Linked DNA regions of Rattus norvegicus: region 2 is linked to region 1. Evidence: chromatin contacts called from public Hi-C data. All regions are on one chromosome and are shown on one strand. The core of a region is the stretch at or near the end of the contact, and the rest is flanking DNA. Distances in the headings are between cores, read along the strand shown. Region 1 holds the start of En1 (engrailed homeobox 1). Region 2 has its middle 280 kb from the start of Insig2.

Evidence for each region. Hi-C and Micro-C count contacts between places; a contact is called where the count stands out from the background.
Region 2: a Hi-C map of the Rat2 cell line shows a contact between it and region 1, with 3 times the contacts expected there. The contact joins the enhancer-like site here to the promoter of En1 in region 1. A contact is called at or near these places in 4 of 12 Hi-C or Micro-C datasets (the Rat2 cell line, Schwann cells, kidney and 1 more).

Annotation. Positions count from the first base shown.
Region 1 is chr13:34,300,242-34,306,698 of GRCr8, forward strand. It overlaps En1 (engrailed homeobox 1), which reads left to right and starts at 3,443. Exons shown (of 2, transcript NM_001398705.1): 1 at 3,443-5,008. The coding sequence starts at 4,096.
Region 2 is chr13:34,753,280-34,759,662 of GRCr8, forward strand. No RefSeq gene overlaps it. Among named protein-coding and RNA genes, the nearest start is that of Insig2, 280 kb to the right of the region's middle. Within about 2 kb of position 4,847, at least 3 of the 93 cell types and tissues checked have an H3K27ac peak or open chromatin away from gene starts, as enhancers often do.

The DNA.
Region 1 (6,457 bases), core at 2,193-4,692:
TTGTCTGGTCTCAAAAGTTCCCGGCAGCCCTCCTTTCTTTCTCTCAAGCACATATACACTTTCCCCTCTGCCTGGCCAGATGTCTTTGCCAGAGTTGAGCCTCTAGGAATGGAGGATGTTCAGGGACTACTGGGGGGGGGATTGGAGGGTTTGGGGGTTCTCTTTATTCAGTGTATCATGCTTCCTAGCCCAGGGGGGTTGCTTTGGGGGTAGAAGGCTATCTTACACTCTCACACCTTTTAGCATTTGGAATCAAGCAAAAATCCTTTTCTTCTTTGTGGTTCCCCCCACCCCCAGTTCACTTGGGCTAGATATGAAAAGGTGGCAAGGGGGACAGTGAGTCTAACAAGGAGGTAATACCCATTCTGTGTCCTGCTGGGATGCCTCTTGCAGGGGTAACCGTAGCCGAGGCTTAAAACATCCTTGGGAGGATGTGCTGATCTCCATTAGTTTCTGTACGTAGGACTCAGGAGCTGGATGTGTTTGGAGAGAGAAGACGCGTTTCATTTCTGCTCAGTTCCCAAACCTGCTTCCTGCTGCCTTACCTGTCTACTATCCTGGCGTGGGCATTTATCAAATGGCAAGACATTCCTCAACTACCAAAGGCAGAGGGAGGAGAGTATCTTGAAAAACACCAGGACTCCAACGCAGTCACACTGGCATGCACCCTGCACACAGACACCAAGCCCCTTTCCCCGATGCTTGAACACACCACTCACCCTGCCCCCGCTGTAGCTTCTCACCCACATGCCAGCCCTGGACTCGGAGTTCTCTGGACCCCTCACACAAGTGTCTCAGCCAATATTTGCTCACTCAGTCTGCACACATCTCTCATCAAGGCTTGCCAGGACGTCAGCACAGTCACATAGTGTTCCCTACACTACGTTCAGTTTTAGGAGGGAGAGGAAGGCGTGGAGCCTGGGTGGGGGTCGTGGAGCTCAGGCGACAGGTCTAAAGGAGCATCCGTCCGGGGCTGGATCTGGGGGGTGGAGTGGGGGGGGGAACAAGCCAGCGCGCTGTAGAGGAGCATCGCCTAATCCAGCCGGAGCTCGTGGGCCGCGGATGCATTTATCATCCTATTACTGTAACAAATCCGAGCTCTACTACATGAAAGGTAAAATGAATTACCGACGTTAAGCCGTCAATAAAGTCATTTCTGTAAATGGTGTCTCCAAAGGGCCGCCGCATTATTCAGCTGGCTTTATCAGCTGGCTGGAAATTACGTACAGGACCGGGCCGCGCGGCGCGCGGGGCCGCTCACTTTGATTAAACGTCTTGCCAGCGCTATGTGACAGAGCTTTTGACCAGGGTTTTATTCACAGGCCTGTGATGAACGCCAAGCTGATCAGGCGGAATGAAGAGTAATTAAAACCTATAAATTATCTTCCGCAGCCCTTCTCACGGCGTCTCCTGCAGGCGAGATAAGGCGTCGAGACCCTATTTACGGCGCTGAAAGGGACCGCGGTGCACAAAAGCTACGCGGCTAAATAGGATATTGATAGTGTCCTAATTAGAATTTAATTAAGTACCCACGGTCGCTTGCGGGATAAAGATTTCAATTTTGCGAACTTAAATATAAATAAAAATCCCACCCCTATTTCGGGGGGAAGGAGTGAGGGCAACTGGAGATTTCGGGGAGCCCTTGGGTTAGAAACAGAAGGTAACCCATGAGACGGCACAGTGGATGTGAAGTGGCTTCAGAAAGTTGGAAAGACCGCTGTGGCCCCAGAGACTCAACTCTGGAGAGGTTCTTGCCACCAAGCCCCAGCGCAGTGCTTTTTGGAAACTCGGCCCGGGAAGTCGGGAGATCCTCGGCTGAGCCGAGATGAATCCAAGCAAAAGACGAATTCCGGTCTGCCTCGGGTCCCCAGGACAAACTTTGCATCATTGCTCCGGTTAGACTGGTGGGTTTGGTTGTATTTTCTTCCCAATCTAGCCTCTGTGACTTTTAATCTTTTTTTTTTAAACTAGGGGTAGAGAGTGTAACTTTTATGTGCCAAAGAGGTAGTCAGAAACTATAACATTTGGGGATGGCGATCAAGGAAGCGTGGGACTGCCAGGATCTCCAACAGAACATTGGGTGGGAAAGGCTTCCTTTGCAGAGGGCTTTCTTGGACTGAAGGCTTCTACAATCTATTCGTACCTGACCCTCTCTAAAACAGCTCTCCAGGAAATCACTCCAGCTCCCAGAACCACCCTTCCCTCCCTAACCTTGGTAATGAAAAACTTTTGAGGTACTCCATTCGGGGAAAAGAGGAAATGCCCATAATATAGCAGCGTGGGAGCGACTGGAGGCGAGAATCCTCAGGGTTCCACCCCAAGGCACCCGGGAGTGGGCAGCAATACCAGCGAGTTCAGCTTAGAATTAGGGCAACCCGTTGTCCAGCCTTCAGCCAGCCAAGGCAAATATTTGAAGCGCAGTAGTTTTATTGGTTTAATTTCTACTTTGCAGGGAAATCTAACACAGAGGTTTCCCTGAAGTTGAAACCCAAACCTAGGCCTTGAAAGGTGGCACATCATGTCGCCTGGTTTAGGCTCGCTTTTGAGACAACTCTACCAGGTTAGAACAACCCGGATTCCCCTTAGCCAGGCCGGCACTAGAGCTCTGGACATGGCTTCACAGACCCCCATCTCGGCAGCTTGGGGTGTTGGTGATCCAGAGAGGGAAGGGCATGTTTGCGGATCTCAAACGACAGTGTGGCTAGCCATTGACATAAACCAACAGTGCCATCAAGGTGTAGCAGGCCTCTTGGGTTTGCCATTAGTAGGAAAAAAACTACATCTCTGAAAGTAGCCAGACATAACCTAAGTCTTTCACTCATGCCGGATCTCTTTGGTTTCATTCATTTACACACACACACACACACACACACACACACACACACACACACACACACTCGAACAGAGAGGAGAGACAGAGACAGAGACAGAGACAGACAGAGACAGAGACAGAGACAGAGGGGAGGGAGGGAGAGAGGGAGAGAATATAAGAATATAAGCTAAATGTCTTTGGCGCGCGGGGGGTGGGGGTGGGGTGGGGTATGGTATCCCAAATCCCTGCCGCCTGTCGCTGTCCCCAGCGCGCACGAACCCATAATCCTGTATTTCTCCAACAAGTTGTGGACTTGCTTCTCTTATCTGTCTACATCCCAAATTCTAGCTTTTTCGGATCTCTTCGTGCCCTCTTCAGTCCGGATCTGAAGGAGGGGGAGGGGCGTGGGCACAGATGGGGGCAGGGCAGGCCGGACGTACGGGGCCTGAGCCTCTGCACCCCCTCTCCACCCACGGCCGCCGCCCCCGGATTATTTATCCGCAAAGTCCCGCGCGCGCCCATTGGGCCGAGCCCTGAGTGTCAGCGCGAGTCCCGGCTCGCCATTGGTCCTACACACGTGCGGCCCTGACTCACGTGCTTCCGGTTTGAAGGCAAAAAGTGTGCCTGGGTGATTTTTTTTTTTTTTTTAAGCGAGAGAGTTTGTGCAAAGATCCGAGCTGTCAGAGATTTCAGGGGGGAAAACGGAGCCCGGCACTGGCGGAGACGCGCTCTCCCTGCAAAAAAGCAAAGGCGATTAAAGGCGCTGCCAGCCTCGCGCTCTGGGCACAGCTGAGCGTGACACTGGGGAAGTCAAACCCCTCTTTACAGCCTAGGAAGATGGCTAGACTTTAAAGACTATTTTTTCCCTTTAAGGAAAAAATCTCGGAGCTTAAAAAAATCATTTTTTTCTTTTCTTTTTTTCCTCCTTTTATTTTTTTAAGCCGAGGCTTACTCCCCCATTAAGACCAATCACTGAAATCTGGTTGCTGAAAGAAAAAAAGAAAAAGAAAAGGAAAAAATAGCCAAGTGTCTTCACTGTATCTGGATGTCTACAAATTAGAGAGAGGGAGAGAGCGAGATTTGCTCCACCAGAGCGGGCGAGAGCCAGGCCAGACGCTCGGCTTTCTTTTTTCCTTCTGTACCCGCCCTGTGCCTTCGCTGAGGCTTCGCCTTGCCTCCTTCCTCTCCGCGCACCCCCACGGGCCCGCTGGCAAAGTGGGGTGGGGAGCGAGGCGCGGGGGGCGGGGGCCGGCGCCGCGGCCAGGGCTGCCGGGCGGCCGAGCATGGAAGAACAGCAGCCGGAGCCTAAAAGTCAGCGCGACTCGGGCCTCGGCGCGGTGGCAGCGGCGGCGGCGGTGGTGGCGGCGGCGGCCCCGGGCGGCCTCAGCCTGAGTCTCAGCCCAGGAGCCAGCGGCAGCAGCGGCAGCGATGGAGACAGCGTGCCGGTGTCCCCGCAGCCAGCGCCCCCGTCGCCTCCTGCGGCACCCTGCCTGCCGCCCCTGGCCCATCACCCGCACCTCCCCCCGCATCCCCCGCCCCCGCCGCCACCGCCGCCGCCGCCGCCGCCACCGCAGCATCTCGCGGCGCCTGCTCACCAGCCGCAGCCCGCGGCCCAGCTGCACCGCACCACCAACTTTTTCATCGATAACATTCTAAGGCCCGATTTTGGTTGCAAAAAGGAACAGCCCCTGCCGCAGCTCCTAGTGGCTTCGGCTGCAGCCGGAGGAGGTGCAGCAGGAGGTGGAAGCCGCGTGGAGCGTGACCGAAGCCAGACTGGTGCAGGTAGAGACCCTGTCCACTCTCTGGGCACACGAGCTTCGGGCGCTGCCTCGCTCTTGTGTGCTCCAGATGCGAACTGTGGCCCACCCGACGGCTCCCAGCCCGCCACCGCCGTCGGCGCGGGCGCATCCAAAGCGGGGAACCCGGCTGCTGCGGCGGCTGCAGCCGCGGCAGCGGCTGCAGCGGCAGTGGCAGCGGCGGCGGCCGCAGCATCGAAGCCCTCGGACAGTGGCGGTGGCAGTGGAGGCAGCGCAGGAAGTCCTGGGGCGCAGGGTGCCAAGTTCCCGGAACACAACCCCGCGATCCTACTCATGGGTTCGGCTAACGGTGGGCCGGTAGTCAAGACTGACTCGCAGCAACCCCTAGTCTGGCCCGCCTGGGTCTACTGCACACGCTACTCGGACCGTCCATCCTCTGGTGAGTACAGGGGCCCGGATGTACACACGCGTTCAGGCCCTGGCCATGTCCTAGAATTTCCAAACCCCCCCGCTCTGGGGAGAGCAAGCCAGGTTTGAAGCTCTATCAACTTCATGTTTGACTTCTCTTGCCGCGGGTCCCAGTCACAACCCAAAGTGTGCTCGATTCTGCAATGCTGGCCTTTGCCACCAAGGAAGTCACAGCTATTGGCACGCACAGAAGGCTCTAGTTTCTGTCCTTTGATTTTACGAACTCTGAGCCCTGGGGTCATTTTTATATTTTATTTTATTATCTAGAAGAAAGATATATAATTACTATTGAAATATTGAGTAGGGAAAGGGCGCTTTGAGCTGGCGGGAAGATAGGCCTAGTGGCTTGGATCTGCATCTATCGTCTTAGTCCTGCCAGCACTGGATTTAGCCAGGGAAATGAATCAGAGAAATATTCTTTGCTGCGTGTTTTAAACAAACACTGTGGATATTATTCTATGGAGAGTCCATTTTCATAAAGACAGATATGGGGGGAGACAGAAAAAAGAAAAGCGCCATCCCTTGCGCCCCGCCCGGGTATGGGGAGTCAACCCGCGTGGGTAGAATGTAGAGAAAGGCTAGAAAGGTGAGCAGCCACTGCTCGCTGGAGCTGGCAGGCCTTAGGAGAGCAAAGCAAGCAGGCCAGGGGTAGGTTCGAAAGCTGGACCCTAGGCAAGGGAATCAGCCAGCATGTGCCCAGCAGCAGGGCTCTCCTGTCTCTTCGGCCTTGATTTCTTTCTTTCACTCTCTCCTTCGCAAATGTGCCCGTTAGTAGCTATCTGTCTATCTTAGGTCAATTCTCTGCTTTCTTTTCTGCTGCTGTAGCACCTACCCAAGGTCAGCTGCTGGGCTCTGGAAGAGGGGGCTCAGGCCTGCTGCTCTTTGCACAGACCAGGAGTTTCTATGAGGGCCGTGCAGGCCTCGAGGAGAACGGCAGGGGCTTGGGTCCAGGGTCAGCGTTGGGCCCGCCAGGGGGCCAGGCAAAAGGTAGCCACAGGCGTCCCACCGCTGGCTGGTGTCTTGTAGCCTTGCTGCTTTGGGCCGGGTGCGGATCGATGCGCGCTATCAGCCCCCGCCATCTCGAGCCCCGTTATTGACACGTCGGACTCCCTGAACCTCCGAAAAGCTGCTTTGATTGACTCGCCTGATGGATAGAGTGATTGAGCTGTCAGGCTGAGTGGGTCGGGCTGGCCAGGAGGCTACGATTTTATTACAAGTGGCCGTGCCTCTGCACACAACAACACTACTACAACATGCTCGGGACGCACCTCCTGCAGCCGAGTCTCTTGGAGGATGCACACATTTCCTGGGTCATCCCTGCCTGCTTGGCTCATGACTCATCTAAACCCAACTTGCTCTGGAACAGGCCTTGTCTTTGTTCCTTGCTCCTTTCCTTTTTATAGACCAGAGAAGCAGGGAC
Region 2 (6,383 bases), core at 3,597-6,096, 450 kb after region 1:
AAACCCACAGATAGCATCTAATAAAAAGGAAATTAAAAGTATTGAATGAAGGTGTTTGTTGGAGGATAATGAGTATAACTGAAGGAGTGGGGAGGACACGTGAGCCTGCTCAAATAGGAAGGGAAATGTCAAAAAGAGAAAGAAAGCAAACCATTCACATGTTAGAAGATACCTGTGCTCATGTATCCATATAAAACACATGTATGTGCACATATACACACAACATACATACATAAATACACATACAACATACATATATACATACATGTATGCATTATCTACATAAATGTAACCAAAATGTAGCACACTGAGAAAAAAAGACTTTTCAGTCTCATCAGGAATTATAAATTATCTATCAATTAAAGGAAAAATATTTTCAAGTTCACCCAGGACAAAATCCAGCTGAGTTCTATATACAAATTGCTTCTAGATTTTGAAGCTTGCAGGTAAAATAGTGTGAAAAGACATATCAAGAAACTAAAAATTAAAATATTACATTTATATAGACCTTGGCATTTCATAAGGAAGACTGCAAGCCAATGGGCATTTTTTTCAAAAAAATATCTTCATAAAATATATAAAAGGTATAATTCAAAATATAAGATGTAATTATTGTAGTATCTATATGTTTAATAAATCGCAAAAACTCTCATAAAATCAAACAACATGAAAAACAGAAGAAATGAACAGAAGTACACTAATAATAGACTCCTTATCATGTTTTTCTAGTCTAAGGATGGTGAAATTTAATACAGGTGGAAATAGCACAATAAGCAATGTAGATTTTATGGAAGATACCAAATTCTGAAATTCAAAAAATGAATCTTACTATAAAGTGTGTATAAAGGTGGTTATTTCCTGACTCTCATATCTGAGATACTTAAGATTAGTCACCCTTGTGCACACTTTATTGAAGTATCCAGCAATGTCAAGAGCCCATTGCTTTTTCATTTGGTCCAGCTTTGTCTAATTTGGTTTGCTTTGGAGGCAGGCTTTTCCATGAGACGCCTTTACCAGCAGAAGCTCTATTCTACACCTCAACTGTGTAGAGCACTCTGTCTTCTGATATCCCTATGAAGCCATAGCATTCTGATAGGCTTTTAGTCATGGACCCACTATACTCATCACTGTAGCTGAGGTACTAAGATAACTCAACTTCAGGTATATACTAATCTCAAGAGTGAGGACTCCAAGAGGTTGAAAGCCTCATTTACATATAGTAGACTAGAAGAGACTTCTAAGGAAAAACAACAGAGAGAGGAAAAAAATAAGAGATGTCTCATTATCATTTGACTTGCTAATGCAAGGAGTGCAGAAGCAGGATTTGTGGCTAGAATACATCAAGGAGTGGACACTGGTATTTTAAAGAGAGCCAAGGAGAGAGCTTTAACCTATAAGTCTGGGAACTGTGCTAACTGTGAGATCTTTAAAGGGAATGAGGGGTGATGATCACAGATTGAATGAAGAGCAATGGCTATCCATCCTTGAAACTAGAAAAAAATGGTGTGTTTGGGAAGTTCTCAGTACTGACTCAGTACAGCTGGAAGGAGAAGCTGGGGAAGGGGAAGCTTTTCATATGATTGGGACAGTACACTTGCGAGGAAGAGAGATTTTCTTCAGCAGTATGACCACTAGTAAGTTGCCCACGCTACTATAAGCAGTTAATCTCACTGGATCACCAAATGCCGTCTAAATAAAAAGAGACTCATTGAGAAGAAGGAGGGTGTCTACATGAGGAGGAAGGGACAAGACAGAATAAAGGGGATAAATATGATCAGAATAATTGTATACCTGCATGGAAATATCATAATGAAGTATTATTATTGTATTAAACATGCCAATAAAAAAAACTACAAAACAGTGTAGCCAGCATGGTTTGCCAAGCTGACTTCAGTAACTGGAAATGGGCCCATAGACTGTGTGGACGGAAGTATAATCATGGGTTAGAGACTCGTGAATATAAATGTCCCTGAGTTAATATGGAGGCAAACACAGGTCTCTACTTCAAGAAACATTAATTAGAAACTATCCAGAATCTTTTATAGGCTTTCCTTTTTTTCTGAACATCTTAATTAAAAGTTAAAAATGACTGACAGCCTTGGCTTCCTTGACAACAAAAGGGGCATCTGCAGACGTCTGGGGAATGTGTGGTGGCTTGCGATTCTTGTAGAGGGCAAGGCAGCCCCATAAAAACAGTAAGATAGTAACTATTTATTATGGGATGGAGGAAGGCGCCAAAGTAAAGGCTCTCATTCACTTGCGGGATTGGACTGAAGTTACAGGACAAGAGGGAGATAATATTGAAATGATGGGAAATTGGAGACAGGAAATTTTAGTTTTGGTCAAAAATCACACTGTCTCTTGATAAATGTCATTTGAGGAACCTCAGTTTTATCACAAGGGGCTGCCTATAAGCTGATTTAAGATCTGGATATGTTCCTCTGGACAGATATATGTCTGTGTGTTACTCCTAGATATTAAGGTGTCCTTCGTAAGAAAGGCAATAAATGCCTTTCATCATTCAGACTCACAGCCACATAGATTGGGAACAGTATCTCCCACCAAAGAACCCTACCATCCACAACACGTATGGACCTGAGGGGTCTGTTCTTGATTTCAGAACAGAAAGGGCCTGTGAGAAGCTGCCCGGGTACTTCATAGAGCTCTGGAGCCTGTCCCATCTTGATGGGGATGGACATAGTAGATGAAAGGGGAAGGCAGGATCATTTTGTGGGAAGAAAGGGTTGACAGACATCATGGAGCCCTGTGTAAGAGCATGAAGTGCTCTTTAACACTGAACGATCTCTCCAGCTCCTGATTTTTTCCCTTTTTCTTTTCAAGACAATGTTGTATATAACCCAGGCTGTCCTTCATTGCTAGAGTTATTTAGATTACAGGTGTGCAAACATGCCCAATTCATTCAGTGCTGGGGATCAAACCCTGAGTGAAGGAATCTTAAATTTTCATAGATGGTCAAAAAACAAGTCCTATGATGTTATCCCGAGTGCTCTAAAGAAGACACAGGGCCAGCAAGGCTGGGATTAAGACCTTGTTCTCATTGGCCATTGATGTGGTGTGTGACCTAAGCCGGCCATTTTAACCTTTTCTCATCCTGCCTGAAATGGGTCTGCTTGCTGCACAGTTCCCCTCCCGCCCATCTGGTGTGGAAATCGAATGATCTCATGTTGTGAACATGATCTCCAGTTGCAAAAGCAGCACACCCTTGCAGAGTCTATGGGCTATTATTTGAGTGTTTATAGCTCTAGGTGAATGGGGCTCATTACTGCTATGATTAGTGGTAATTACTGCACTAAACCACACCATGGAAAGGAATCTTCTCCCACTGGCTTCTTCAGCAGTATCTGTTGTGTAATATTTCAGAAAAATATCAATATAACCACAGTGTAATGGTAAATCACCATAAGCTAACTTATAAGAGGAAATTTGGAAAGAAGGAGTTTTAATATTAGATATAGATCTTCCCCTGTTATAAAATCAGTTTGTCACATGATGGTTTGGCTCTTATCAGGAAAAAATGACATCAATGGCATCAATGGTGAGCTGTAGCCTCACTGGTGATTCCAATGGGAAATGAAGAGGAGACATATCCCAGGTTCCTACACAGAAGAACCTAAGAAATGCTTCCCATGGAGGACTCCATGCCACATCCAGGGTGTAGAGCCTTTGCCAAAGGTCACAAAGAGCCCCTGGGATTCACCCAAAGTTCTAGACGAGAAAAGGACCGCAGAGGGAACTTGGTCTTTGAAGAGCTTGCTGCACAAATGTGAGAACCCAATTTCAATTCTCAGAAAGCAATCCTCAGAAAGGCAGGAGTGGTATCATACATTTATAATCCCAGAGCAAGGGAGAAAGGAAAATGTGGGGTTCTTAGGCCTCATTGGCTGACCAGTGAGCCCCCAAGTGCCTTGGAGAGACCCTGTCTCAAAAGATAGATGACCATCCTCAATAAAATTTGAAGTTGACTTCTGGCCTACACACACACACACACACACACACACACACACACACACACACACACACACACACAGGCACACACGCACTAGACTCAGAAGATACTGTTGTTTACCCAGAGGATAGCATATGCCCTGAGTCTCTTCATTTCTTCTGTTCATACACAGACCTTGTAGACTTCCAAATTGAGGGTCTTCATCTCCATTGTCAAAGAGAAAAGAGTCAAGCATCTTTTCATAAGTTATTGGACTAGATTCATGCCTATCATCCATTGCCTTATCACCCTCCTCTCTCTTCCCTAAATTTCCTTTTGCCTACAGTTGACAATGTACAATATGGACCTGTCATAAAACTAGATATTATGCTGAAAGATTCAGGTGGCATTGTCACCTGAAAGCACAAACAGCCGAATGTAGACCCATGTCCTGACACACTGCTGCAGAATAGCTTTCTGCCTGTCACACTCTTAATGTAGAGTGTGAGGCAAACAGAAGGAGACACTGAGGCAGCTGGAGCCATTGGGGTCTTCAAAAGCATAGTAATTAGAGCATAAAACCAGAGGAAGGAAAACCCATGCTTTAGATTAGTTGTCCTCAGTCTTCCTCATGAGCACTTGCTATGTGACCTGAGGTCTCTGTGACCTTAGCAGCAACCTGCTGGTTCAAAAATCATGATGTTGATGTAAAAGACCTGATGCAGTACCTTACACATCAGCAAAGATAACACCCAGATAGGGGCACCCGCCAGAGAGTACGCCCTTCATGTGTCCAGATCTGAAAGTTGCGTGACTATGGGTTGGCTCCTGGCAGTCTGCATGGTCTTGCCCGAGTCACCTCATGAGTCACATAGCTGCATGACTCCATATTGTACTACTAGGGCCTCCTTGTTAGCACATTGCCTCTAGGAACACTAAGAGTCACAGTAGACCAACAGTGACACACCCGGTGAACCCCATGTGCCTCGATGGCAACAAAGTCATAGCTGGGGGAGAATGTTTCTTGTTTCTCTGAGCTTCCTCAATACAGGGAGGAGAGTATGAGTCTCTGAGTGTCTGGGAACCTCATGAAATTTTTAATGAGCACGTACATGTTTCCCACCAAGCTTTCCTTAGGCAGTTGTGAATGAATCATTCCCAGAGTCTCACATTTAATTCAAAATAAAAGACCTAACAAGAGTTTTCAAAGTTCTCACATCTACTGCCGGCCAGTGCTGTGAGAGGGGAGCTCCCCACTATACTGCTGCTGGGGTAAGTTTGCTATTCCTTCCCTGTAAAGCAATTTGATGACATGCCTACTGAAGTTACTTGTAAAAATTTACTTTAATAATAGATGTGCATAAAGGATTTTTTTAGTCTGCTTGTTGTGCAATCCTCTGTAATAACAGAACTTTGGGAGTGGCCTAAATCGTTGTACAATCTCATCATGTAATAAAGTCTCACTAAATACATTCTGGTGAAATAGAAACTGGAATTTTACTTGCAATCACTAGACATGACCTTGTAGGTAAAAACAAAACAGAAATGTGGGTAGTCTGCATTTATGGTTAAAGAATAGGTAACAACACATTTTATAGAATCTTATTTCATAAAAATAGTTTAAAAGCTTATTGTGTGTGTATGTGTGTTTGTGTATATGTGTATATGTGTATATATGTATGTGCGTGTGCTTGTGTATGTGTTTGTGTGTATATGTATGTGTATGTGTGTATATGCCTATGTGTGTGTTTGTGTGTGTGTATATGTATGTGTATTGTGTGTTTGTGTGTGTATGTGTGTATATGTTTGTATGTGTGTCTGTGTGTGTGTTTGTGTGTGTATGTGTGTGTATATGTGTGTGTATGTGTTTGTGTGTGTATGTTTGTTTGTGTATGTGTTTGTGTGTATATGTGTGTGTATGTGTTTGTGTGTGTATGTTTGTGTGTGTATGTATTTGTGTTTGTATGTGTTTGTGTGTGTGTATGTGTGTGTATATGTGTGTGTATGTGTTCGTGTGTGTATGTGTGTGTATGTGTATGTGTTTGTGTGTGTATGTGTTTGTGTGTGTGTATGTGTGTGTATATGTGTATGTGTTTGTGTGTGTATGTGTGTGTATATGTGTGTATGTGTTTGTGTGTGTATGTGTGTGTATATGTGTGTGTATTGTATGTGTTTGTGTGTGTGTGTGTGTGTGTGTGTGTGTGTGTGTGTGTAAGGATGTGCACATAAGTGCAGGTGTGGATGGAGACCAGGTGAAGAGCTGCAGTTACAGGTGGTGTGAGCCTCTGTACATGGATGCTGGGAACAAAACTCAAGACCTCTGCAAAAACAACATACACTCTTTACTAAGCCATTGTATCTCCAGCTCCAGCAGTTAGAAACCCAACTGCTGAAAAGTGAAGTAGATATGTTTAATCCGGTATGTCAGCAGAAGGTT